Linked DNA regions of Bactrocera dorsalis: region 1 is linked to region 2. The links are chromatin contacts, called in public Hi-C maps. All regions are on one chromosome and are shown on one strand. The core of a region is the stretch at or near the end of the contact, and the rest is flanking DNA. Distances in the headings are between cores, read along the strand shown. Region 1 overlaps LOC105232123. Region 2 holds the start of LOC105232123.

Region 1 (6,771 bases), core at 2,294-4,793, 46 kb after region 2:
GTGTCTCATGCAAAAGCAGCAACAACAAAAACAACAACAAATTTTCTGCACTATGCCGGCTTAGAGGGCTTGACTTGACTTGGCCTGACTTGTTGGTTGGCCCGTGTTGCATGCAACATTGTATGCATATATGCGTGTATTGTCTGCAATAACAATAACAATGCCTGCAAATGTGTAGCAATAATAAATACAGTGAATGGTATAAAATAAGCAGTGATAACAAGCATATGACAACAACAATAACAAGCATATAAACTAAAATCCCAATAATAAAACTAACAGATTAGTATTGAGCAGATGCGCCATGGGCGGAAATGCCCAAAAACTAAGAAACACACACAAATACCTCGTTGACTATGCATAAATATGACAATTTTATAGTTGTTGTTGGCGTGTCACTACAGTGCTTTTAGTTGCATTACAATTTGTGAAATCAACTGGGATAAATATTATATCTCCTTTAAATATTGAGAGATTTTTGCATAGTTGCAGTAATTAAAGCGAGCAATGAAGCCTTAATCGGCGTAAAATATACATAAATGGAACCCATGTGACTAAGTAGATGCTCCTATTTAATTTAGAATATTTTTATTGAATAATCAAGACCAAAAACGTCATAAGATAATATAAAAGAGTTTTTCAGCGCTCGATTTCACGTCAAAAATAATAACAAATTATTTCAATACGAAAAATTTAAAATTTAAAGTATTAAATAAGTGGTGTTCCACAAGTTCAATACTTTTTATGACTTGATCTATCTGCTAAAGTTAATATCTGACTACATAAATAGGTCAAAAATAAATGACCTTCATTTTATAAGTGGTGTTCCACAAGTTCACAACTTGTTTTCACCACATTTAATCTAATACTGCTAATAAAAGCTGAGTCCACAGTAAGAAAATACTTTTTTTTACTTAAAGTAAGCTTCAGATTTAGGTATTTGCTTCTGACAGCGTTTTTCAACTCTCGATATAACGTCGGGAATAATATCAAATTACTTCAATTCAGTAAATTAATCAAAGGTCAGTATTTAATATATGGTGTTCCACAAGTTCATGATTTTTAACGGCTTAATCAATCTATTGAAGGTCATATAGGCCATAAAATATTTAAAATAGGCAAGAAAATTCATATTCTTAATTTTACAAAAAGTTCAAGACTTCTTTAAGCTTAATATTCAATACTTCTGACCTAACTTGCCTCTGAAAAAAAAGGCTAAGGTTCAGGTTATAGCTTCTAACAACGATGTAACGTCAAAAATAATACCAAATTACTTCACATCAATAAAAGGCAAAAATTCTAAGATAATCCAGGAATAATAGCAAATTACTACAATTCAGTAAAAAACAAAAAACAAAAATTACCACTGAAGTTTCCAAGAGTTCAAGGTTTTTAAGACTTTAACGACTTGATAAAAGTAAGATACGATCACAAACTATTCAAAATAGTCAAGAAAATTTATATTCTTTATTTAATAAATGGTGTTCCACAAGTTCAAAACCTCTTTTTCGCTTTTAGCTAGTTTTACTCAATAAAGCTGACTTAAAATGAGTCTAAACTAAAAAGGTGTTTCCTTCTAATAAAAAAAACTTCCGATTTTGATTTTTGCTTCCAACAAAGCTATTCAACTACCGATTCTGACATCTATTTTAATGTCAAATTACTTCCAGTCAAATCGTCTTCAATAAGTCGAACACTTTTTAAGACTTAACCAATCTTATAAGGTTACTTTATGCCTAACAAGTATGAAAAAAATCAAAAATATTAATACTTCGTATCAAAGAAGTGGTGTTCCACAAGTTCAAAAGTTATTTCATAGCATTTGGCTTATTAGTATTAACTTAAAATGTGTCAGAAAAGAGAAAGCCTTTCTTCAGCTTAAAATGAGCCGCCTGTTCTTTGTGTTAGCTCATTAAGTATCAAGTTTTAATTTACAAAAATGGTAGCAAAGCTGATTTTTTAAGTCCAACGCTGTCTAATATTTGCCAAGTTATTAACCAAGTTTTATTATTATTTAGCGATACTTTTAGCGTAGACTTGTGGTGTCACAATTTCCAAATTTAGCAAGTATATACTTCAAGTGATTTCAGCTTAAATATAGTATTTAAAATTTTAAATCTTTACCCGATGACAATCGCAAAAAATATAAGCAAGAAAATTTGCAAAATTTTATCCCGCCATATATGGTTTTTAACCCAATAAAATTTGCATTTAAAATTAAAATTGCTAGTGGCGCTCAACTTTTGCTGTCATGTCTAAATTTGCTGAATTTTCGGCCAGAGTTTTTACTTATTTTTTGGCTTCACATTTCAATACGCGTGGGCAACACTGGTTCGCCACTTCGCCGTCTGCTTATTTGCTTAAAAATGTGTTACTGGTTGAGGCAGCTACGCTTATACTGCCCACAGGCCAAGACACAATAACAAATAACAACCAACAAATAATAAAAAAATAAAAAAAAAGAGTAATTTCATTAATCAAGACAACGTCGGCAAATGTGCGGCAAAATCGAATCTTATTTGACTAAAGGCGCTCACTTCCTGCTGCACTTCGTGCGTAGGTTGTGCGAATTCTGCGGAAGTTGCTGCACTGCAATAGGCTGGATAATGCAATGATGCTGTGAAGATTTAAAATTCATGGTTGCATTTTTTGTAGGGAAACTACTTGAGTTAATCCTAATAATATTTTTATTTATCTTTAAGCTGGGATATGGTTAATTGGCGTTAAATACAAAAAATAAAATGGACAAATTAAAAAAAAATAAAAATAAGAAAAGGAAAAATAATTAGCTCAAACTTCTGACACTTCTTGGCTTGAATAAATAGACTTTTATCAAAGTCAACGCTGTGAACTCGCCTTAATTTGATATGAAAACAGCATAATGCTTCGTTTACACTACTGAAGGTCTACTTTCTTCTACAATTATAATAAAATATATAGCTTTATGGATTTTTAGACAAATTTTCGCTTAAGTATCTCTTACTTTTTGAAGAAATTGTGCATATAAAACACCAACAATCGCACACTTTGAGTCCTTGGTTAAATTTACAAAGAAAAATGCGGAAAATTACTTCCGCTCCATTGCACATTTCAATGCATAAATTAGTGATTTTTTTATGAACACGCCTTTATGAGCAAAAAGCCCGTACGTGCGACACAAAAAGGAAACCCTACCGAATGTCCATGCATTTATGTAACTATTTAGAAGTGCAGTGAAGTGTAAGGCGTCGGGCGAGCGGTGAGGCCATAAGAAAAGCGAATTTACGTGTAATTGAAACTCAATTTGAATTTAGTATTAAAGTACAATTGTCACGTGATTTGCATATATTCGTATTTATAGTGGCAAATATGGGCTTACAAACATAATATATATTTATATGTATGTAAGTATGTTTGTATTAGCAGTATATATGGCATGCAATAAGAAGCCGGACGCGGCTAGCAGCTAAGAAAATGCGCATGAAGAAATTTCCGTACAAATTTCAACACACTGCCTGCCTACCTTGACTGCCAGCAACAATGTATGTATGTGTGTATGGCATTTGCATGCAGTTGGCAACGCTATGCTTGCGCCAGCTGCACTCTACAGTGTACGCGCTATGCGCTACCTACACATTTGCCATCCACACTTTCCTATTTGTGTCCACATATATTTTTAGCATAGATTTTATTGTACGCTTGACTTTTCCCCACTCTGCTGCCTGCTGCCGGCTGCTATATTTAATTCTTCCGCTTGTTTTCCTTACACTTTGAGGTCACGTGCGTGCCAGGTGTGGCAGCGTCAAAGATTTGCTGCATACGGAAATAGTTGAAAAGGAAGTTGTGTAGATTTGTTGGGCATTTATGTCTTGTGTGTGCCATGCATACATGTGTGTGTGCGTGTATAATGTGCGTCAGTGGTGGGTTAAAGGTGAGCACAAGCATATTTAATATTTATGTGCGTGAATAAATAAAAGGAGCGTAAGAATTACCGATGGACGTTGGAAAATTAAACAAAAAAAAAACAATAAAAAAAAATATAATAAAATAAAAAATTATATTTCAAAAAATTAAACAAAAAATTAAACAAAGAAAATAAAAAAAATAAAAATAAAAAAAAAATAAAAAAAAATAAAAAATAAATAAAAAAAAATAAAAAAAATATAAAAAAAAATAAAAAAAAAAATTAAAAAAAAATAAAAATTAAATAAAAAAAAATTTAAATTAACTGCTTTCCGGCATATTTTTCATATTTACTTCATTCTTATCCGAAAATTATATTATTACCGAAAATTATATTAAAAAAAATTAAAAACAAATAAAAAAATAAAAAATTATATTTAAAAAAATAAAAAAAAAAATTAAAAAAAAATAAAAAATTATATTAAAAAAAAATAAAAAATTGTATTAAAAAAAATTTAAAAAAATTAAAAAATAATAAATTATATTAAAAAAAAACAAAAATAAAACACAAAATTACCCAAAAAAGAATTTTAAATAGTAAAAATAAAAAAGAAATAACTGTGCTTTCACTGCTTTAGCATATTTTCCTATATTCTTCATTATTTTATATTATTACCGACTTTTATTGCATTCTGGCTGCTTATGTGCCGTCAATTTCTTTAAATATTTATGCCCAATTTCAATATTACTGCCGCAATAAATTTTTCCAGTGACCGATTTGAAATTTTGAAAAATAAAACAATAAATTTGAGGCACGTGTGGGTAGCAGAGGTTGACACGCTTAGCGTACATGCTCATAAAAGAAATAATTCATGACCCCACCCCATAACTATTTTTATGACCTAAAGTTATAATTTATAACTGTTAACACCCACTAACGCGTTTTTGGGGTTATTAAAATTTGTATATTTTTCATACTTAAGACTTTGCTTTTACAAAAAACTTGAAATATTTTGAAAAAATTCAATAACTAGCAAAGTTGCTGCCCGTACTCAATGGGAGTAAGGAAAAGATTCTACAGTTCCTCTGCGAGTGCCCAGATCTATTACAATAACGATGTAGAACTTTTGGAACCCATCAGGTACCAAACTTAGAATTTCTGTCTACAAAAAGACAATACAACAACAATGAAATGAGATAGCAATATACATATGAGGTCTTACGAATGGTGCAGTTAGCGCTAATTGAGGCCGTATGTAAAAGCGATACTCTTAGCTAGCTACCGATTTTACTTCACTAGACTGTCCTAGCCTTTTACAGTTTTAGTGAATTACATAGTTCGGAAAACAAATTATGTACTTTTCGAACTTTTTTCATATTTTTGAAGATATATGCTCTTTTTAATTTTTTTTTTTATTTTTTTTTTTTTAATTTTTTTTAATTTTTTTAATTTTTTTTTTAATTTTTTTAAACTTTTTTTTTAATTTTTTTTAAATTTTTTTTTATTTTAATTTTTTTACATTTTTTTAATTGTTTTTCATTTTATTTATTTTTTTTCCATATGGCAACGCTGCACAATTTTTCTAGTTTTTTCGAAAGTTTCGCTTCATATATTTATTTTGAATTTTACCTACCCTCTCGCTTGCTTATTGGAAATAGTTAGATAGACGATAGCCACTTCACCTATCGGCGAGCTCGTAAAACTATTAAACTCACGGTTGTATTCTCATGTCTTCCTGCGACAGCGCGACAGTAATTATAAAAAGCAAAATATTTTCCTATCACTTCTTTTTGCGAAAATTATGCACTCACTTTATGCCCGCACTAAAAGCTGATAGGAATTTACTATTTCGCGGCGCCACTACTGTGGCAGATCCTCAGCGACGTGCCAGAGCTGTCAATTAGTCATCAAAGTTAATGAAAAATATAACCGGTTTGGCAACTCCTTTTATCGTGATTGCTTGTTAATAGCATTGACAAGTTTTTGCGGCAAGCAGATTTTTTTCTTTTTGCCTTTTTTATGCATTTTATTCTATAGCAAGCGCTAAAAGCTGACTTTGTTGCGCGTCGCATTGGCGTTTTTGTTGTATTTATTTGTGGCGAGCGTGAAGTGCATACTTTTAATCGCATACCTGTAGACTTTAATAACTATTTAGTTGGATGCTTGCATGCCAGTCCGCACATTTTTTCGCGTAACTCCAGCTTCGCTGCATTTGCTGGAGCATCACTAGCTCTTGGTCGTCTAAAATATCATGACTGCTGCTGTCACCAGCAGCTGCAATCTACCACTTTACATATATTTGTTTTGCACAACTCGCTTACTTTTAACGTGCACTGTTAGCGTTCTACTTTTTTATTATGCCAATTTTTACTTAATCTTCGTTAATTTGATATTTAAACGCTAACAAGCGCTACGGTTTCAATTACAGTTGCTTGCTGCTTGCAACACACCTTCGGGTTTTCTACACAATGTTTTGCAACTGCAGGTAGTGTTGCCTTTTTTTCGCTCTTTTTCTTGCATTCTCAGTGATTCTTTGTAAATAATATGTCAAAGCAGTGCACCGTTATGTGTTGAAGAGGACGAAATATAGAGGGAAATAATAAAAAAAATGTTTGGAAAGCTATCTGAGCGGAGTTTTGACAAAGAAAATAAAAAAATTGAAACGTCAAAATTTTTAAGTTAAAAAAAAAATTTTTAAATTACTTTCAAAAAATGTTTTTTTTTTTATTTAATTGTTTAAATTTTTGACAAATTCATTTTTATTTTTAGTTTATTTTTTTTTTAATTATTTATTATTATTGTTATTATTTATTATTTTATAATTGTAAAGAAAAAAGTTAATTTTTTAGCTATCATGGTAATTAATTTTTTGGAACCAATTACATTTA
Region 2 (6,190 bases), core at 2,435-4,934:
GCTAATGCCGCTGGGACCACGTCCTGACACACCTGAGTCTTCGCCCTTCGGTGGCAATGGCTTGCAGCCACCACAGTGGCCACAGCCTACGCCACAGTCATCAGCACAAACTCCAACCACACCAGTCGGTTTGCGTCCAACAGCCGGCAGCCCGCAACAACAACGTCCGCAAGCCGTACCGACGGCTACGAATTTTGGCGGCGCCGGTGGTTACGGCAATGCTGGTAATGTGAATAATTTTGGTCGTCCGGGTACCGCACAACCGAATTTGCCACCTGGATTTTCACCATATCAACCACCTAAAGCCCAGCCATCTGGTTTGGATCTGAGCTATGGCGGTGGTGCACGCCCACAAGGTGGCACAGCCGGACGTCCCGGTTTCGGTTTGGCACCATTGACCAGCACAACGACTACTACTACCACAACTACGACAACAACAACAACACCAAAACCAAGTCCACCCGGCAGCGCTATAGGTTTGGATATGCGTAATGGTTTCGGCGGCATTGGTGTATCGTCCACGACCACTACACACCGTCCTTCGACAACAAAAGATGATTTCCCACCTTTGCCACCACCACGTCGTCCTTCCGTGGGCAAAGAAGACTTCCCAGCACTACCAACACCACGCACCCCTGGTAGCCCTACACCAGCTTCACCTCTACGACCTTCCTCTCCTGGCGGTAGCGCACAACCCACACCAACCTTTGCCTGGGGTTCGCCTACACCAACCTCACCATCACGTCCAGGTGGCGGTATCATAGCACCAGCTTCACCAACGCCAAGCAGTCCCACGCGTCCAGGTACTCCTGGCGCTGGTGGTTCTGGCGTTTCGTTTGTGCCACACGTACCCGGTCCTTCAACTACGGCAAGACCTGGTGCAGACAGTAGTGCCAGCGGTAGCTCAGTTGCTAGTGATGATGAAATACGCGCTCTAACGGAGCAGTTGTATGCTAAGGAGCAGAGTTTGTTAAATTTGGTGCATGTCAATCCACAGGGCAAGACAAGGTCAATTGATAGCACGGACGAGGCGCCGAAACCGTAAGTAGTCTACGATACAAGCGAACTTTTCACAGTTAACTACAAGTCACCAACTTCTCTCTTTTCAGTCTCTTCGAAGTCGAACCTCGCACCTATGATTCACCGACCGTCGCTAAAATGCGTGCACTTTTCGATAACTACGAAGAGGATACTCTGGCCAATGAACATGTGACCGTCAATGAGCGTCGTGAAGAGAATGAGTTCGTCGATGCAGTAATGGGCACACAGGTCATGCGACAGGCCATGCTCTTCTTGCAGAACAAAGGTAAGTCAAAAAATCTAAGCCGCCTATTTACCATATATCACACATTATCTTAACGTTCTGCTTACTTGCAGGCATTGTAACACCCGATCCTAAAACCCACCGCGATCTCGTTAAAGAGCTCTGGTTTACACAGTACTCACGTGGGCAAGGACGCATCGGCAGTTCGGGCTTTGAACATGTCTTCGTGCACGAAGTAAAGAATGGCACGCTGATTGGTCTACACAACTGGGTGTATTTCGCAGACGAGGAGAAAGCAGGCCGTCTCGACTATAAGGGTTATCTGCATCAAATCGATTTGGGCAATGTGAGTGCGAACGAAAACGAATTTGACATATATTTATTTATTTTTCCTTTCAATCCACAGAAAGCTAAGGTCCTGAAAGTACGCTTCAGTCATAAAGGTGTCAATAAACCGGTTAATGGTGTCTTTGCTGGCACCTCACCCGAATTGGAACTGGCTCTCTACACGGTATGCTTCCAGCTGCGCCCTGATCGCACGTGTCCTGTGTCACTAGGCAACCAGCGTTTCGGCATTGTCACCTACACTTGGCGTTATCGCGGCAAGCATCTGATTGGCAGCGCCTTCCCCGAAATATAAGGACGTTCGTGAGAGTCTAATGAGATTTATAACCTTACATTTGTACGAAAATGAGATTTAAAGTGTAGTTTAATTAGAAGAAACAAATAAACCAAAAAAATATATATTTTTTAAAGATTTGTTGTAGCTGCATTTTTCTCATATACAATTAGCAAAGAGAAAAAGGAAAATGTAGCCAATTTTTCGCAGCGGTGTGTGGAATTGCTCAATAGGAGTGTGTCTTTGCTAGAGATTTTCCCGTAGTATGTACAGTACGAACTAAAATTTGCAATTTTTAATGGAAGGCTGATACAGAGAACGTCTATCATAGATATCATGATAGACGTTCTTTGGCTGATACCTACGAGATGAAATCACTATTGGTTAAGGCTAGCAAGCCTACCAGTAACTGATTCGGTCTCATTTGGAGTTCTGGACACGAAGGTAGATGAACTTGCTCGCTCTGGAGTGGCTACCAACCCGATGGGGGCGGAAACTTTCTGTGCTGTGGCGTCCACATACAAAAAAAGAATAATTTCGGAAAGAGAAAAGGAAGAAAGACATTGCCAAAACTGCTTTTGGGACGGTACAACCTCAAGTGGTTCAAACAAATAATAAACCTTCCTAAAGACAAATTTAGACTCCTCGTCTTAATAGACAACGGCCATTGCAGGCAGAAGAGGCAGCTATATATAATATGGAGGTTGATATTGAGTGAAACTCTGGGACATCTGCTCTAGAGTGTGTAGCAATCTGTAGATACAGAAACAAGGCTCTGAGATCCACGTATTCTAACAGGGAACTCTCCAAAAACTAGCACGATTCTTGATTTTATAAGGAAACTGGGCCTCAAATTTATATCGCAAGCTCTTAAATCGAAAACTATTGACCGAGCTGAAGGCTTTCCAAGTTTATAAAGTCGCGAGAACAGTCTTTTCTTTGCTTGTGGCCAGCATATACAGACACTCAAGCTTTTTTAGCGCAATTACCAAGCACACGGTCTCGCTCTAAAAGCTTCTATTTCCTGAACACGGGAGCTTTCTAGCTTTAAAGTAAGTCTGTGAGCTTTTCAAGCAGAGAATGAAGACTTTGCTGGTTATGCCTGTTGGATGTGCTTCCACGGTTCATGCATGCTCTGCCAGTAATATATAGAACCATATCTAACAAGGATGGTAATGAACGATACTACACAGAAGGAGCCTAATATTAGAGCTTCAGGTTTTCATAGACATCACTTTCGGAGCATGTGACATACTAACTATATTTCCGGCGGAAAGCTGTCACCACTTTTTGTGGTAAAGTGTTGAGAAAGCAGCACTGGCTTCTAAGCGCGCTAACGCAGTTTATGGAGATTTCAAAGCCGTTGAAATAACAGCACTTCACACTTACGAAAACATATTTTCTTGTGGAAGCCGACACATTTCAAAAACTATAAATACTTTACAACCTTAACACTGAACTTAAAAACGACAATAATTTGCCAAAACAGCTGACTTGCCGGAAATAAACGAACAGCAAATGACAGCTGGCAAAGCAACTAGTAAACAAAGTATTCGATACTCGCTGCTTTGCATTTTCGCTGCCAGGCATATTCGCCGCATTGGCTGTATCGAACAATGCCCATCTCGTTCGCACGCACAGTGTAAACAAAAACGCGGAACCAGTTTTCCAGTGTTGCTGTTGTGCCCGGCCAGCGGTGGGCACATACAAATCTACATGTATGCGTGTGCCTGTGTTTGTGTACGCAAATAGTAGTGAAAACTATCGGCAAATGCTGTCGGGATATACAAATGTGGGAAAAATGCAGGCAATCGCTGGCTGAGCAAAAGAGTTTCGAAGCGGTCGCCGTCGTGTACGAACGTAAAACGAGCGTGAGCGCGTAGCGTAGTGCGCCAGCGAAAAAGAAGAATAATCATTACTAATAAGCATATTGCAGACAAATATAAAAAATATTTGTTGATAAATATCAGAAAAATAGCATTAAATAAAGCAGTGTTTGCAACAAAGTGTAAGTTTTTTGCTTTCGGAAAACAAATAACTAGTTTGTGTGGCAAAGGCTGTGGACGAAAAGCAGCAGCAGCGTACGCTTGTGCGACAGAACGTTGGCGTCGCAGCTCTCGACGCAGTTATTCTAACGAAATCGAACGATTTTTATTATATGAAAGTAAATCATGTGAGAATGCTTTTAGTGATAGTAAAAACTGTGTAAGCAGCAGCGAAAATAGTGTAAGTTTCCTACAACAATAATAATAACAAATAGTTTATAAAAGTGTGGTGCGTTTGTTGTTTTTGCTGCTTTGTGCATTTCAGCTGTCCAACTGGCAGCGTAAAAGCAGCGCTGCAGCAGTCAATTTGTGTGAGTGTGCGTGTGTAAGCACAAGATGTGTGGGTAGTATGAGAAGAGAGAGGAATGCAGTTGTGCGACTGTCAGTGGTTGATTGCAGCATGAATTGGAATTAATTTGGTAAAGCACAAGAAAAATTGATGGATTATGGGTAATGGGTACCATTTTTATAAAAAAAATGGATAAATCATAAAAAAAAATTAAAAAATAAAAAAATACTAACTTTTTAATTATATTATTTTTCCTACATCCATACAAATGTATGAAATAAACTATAATTTTTTAAAAAAGATAAAATATAAAAAAATTGGCTTAAAAAGCATATAATTATAACAAAAACAACAAAAATAATAAATGCAAAAATACTATATGTACAGTGAAATTCCTCAATACGGATAGTCGTTACATACGCACACCTCCCATAACCGGACAAATTTCACGAATAATGATGAATGAATTATCAACTTTATATGTGGGCAGCTCCCATATGCGGGCAAAAACGCTGCTACGGTAGGTGTCCGGTTATGAGGGATTTCACTGTATGTGTATGTAATTGTTATATGAGAATTTATACGTTAAAATAAGCTTAGCTAATTGCATAAAATGCATAAACAATAAAATTATATAAAAAAATTAAAAAAAAAAATATAAAAAAAAAAATTATAAAAAAAAAATTAAAAAAAATGAAAAACTGAAAATTTAAATAGAAAAATAATGTAAAAATATTTTAAATCTAAAAAAAAAAAAATTTAGTCTCAAATAAAGTTAAATAAAGCTTAAAATGTCACCTTTCCAATACTATATGGTATGACACAATATATGCACTGAAGATATGCAACTGCAACAACATTTATGGACAAAATACGAAACGACTTTTTCGACTACCCAATATATTATTAAAATAAAAAAAAACTTAAAACATTATCAAAATCCGAAAAAAATATAAGTAAAAAATATACATTGTCACAAAAAAGTACCCGGAAATTGTAAAGAAAAGAAAATTTTAAATAAAACGCAAAATATTTAATTATTCATCAATATTTATTTTGTGAAATATCATTTACCCGGGGAAATTAAATTACAATTCCCGGTACTTTTTTGTCATAATATACATATAGTTTTGTATGTACATATGTATGCCAAAAAACTTCTTTACGCTTTTGTTTACTTTCAAAGCAAGCCGGCACTTGTTTACTCAAGTGTTCGCAATTGCGATCGTTATGAAGAGAATTAAGCAGATTTCGAAGAAGCTTCGCATATAAAGCGCCGACTACTGGTGGCACACGCACTGGAAGCTCTTAGCTATATAAATGTATATCTATAAACAGATACATATACCATAGTATATACAAAAGCACTTATGTATATCTAATAAAATGTAAAAAATACATTCATATATATGTATCTACTCACCTGTATATTCCAATATGTATGTATGTATGACGTAAATGTAAATGTAAGCAAGCACTCATCGTATTTCAATTGTTGTTCAAGTGGTTTGCCTCGACGCTCCTACATTTATGCCGGCAAACAGTTCACTTTTTCACTATGAGCAAACCTAAAAGATAATAAAAAAAATATATGTAGAAAATAACTTAGTATGCAGGTACCGAACTTGATCGTTCATTGTTTGAGTAAGTTAAAATGATAAATGAGTAATGAGCAACTGAAATAAAGATTTATAGTAAAAAAACAAAAAAAAAAACAAATTATAGTAAAAAAATTAATCACACATACATACATACATAAGCAAGAATGATAATGTAAAACAATGAGATGATATTAAATGAAATTCAAGGGAAGTTACAAATTATAAAGCTACACAGAGCATGAGAGCGATATATGAGCTTATATCTAAAGAAACAACAACTTTTAATAAATGGAAGCTAAGTTAAAAAAATTATAATTAAAAAAAAATTATTACAAAAAAAATTTAACAAAAAAAAAAATTACAAAAAAAAAA

What was found. A called contact is a pair of places that touch in the nucleus more often than the background predicts.
Region 1: a contact with region 2 is called in a Hi-C map of whole body, with 2.3 times the contacts expected there. The contact joins the enhancer-like site here to the promoter of LOC105232123 in region 2. A contact is called at or near these places in 2 of 2 Hi-C or Micro-C datasets (both in whole body).

What each region holds. Positions count from the first base shown.
Region 1 is chr4:6,144,233-6,151,003 of ASM2337382v1, forward strand. All of the region lies in intron 2 of LOC105232123, which reads left to right. The region is part of intron 2 of LOC109579954 (a long non-coding RNA gene); the gene reads right to left. Among protein-coding and RNA genes, the nearest start is that of LOC105232123, 46 kb to the left of the region's middle. Within about 2 kb of position 3,544, the one cell type or tissue checked has open chromatin away from gene starts, as enhancers often do.
Region 2 is chr4:6,098,101-6,104,290 of ASM2337382v1, forward strand. It overlaps LOC105232123, which reads left to right and starts at 3,685. Exons shown (of 10, transcript XM_049454466.1): 1 at 3,685-3,891. LOC109579954 (a long non-coding RNA gene) reads right to left here. Exons shown (of 4, transcript XR_002184042.3): 3 at 5,641-5,785. It overlaps LOC105232120 (endoribonuclease CG2145), which reads left to right. Exons shown (of 5, transcript XM_011213728.4): 2 at 1-1,041; 3 at 1,110-1,306; 4 at 1,378-1,610; 5 at 1,671-2,019. The coding sequence ends at 1,904.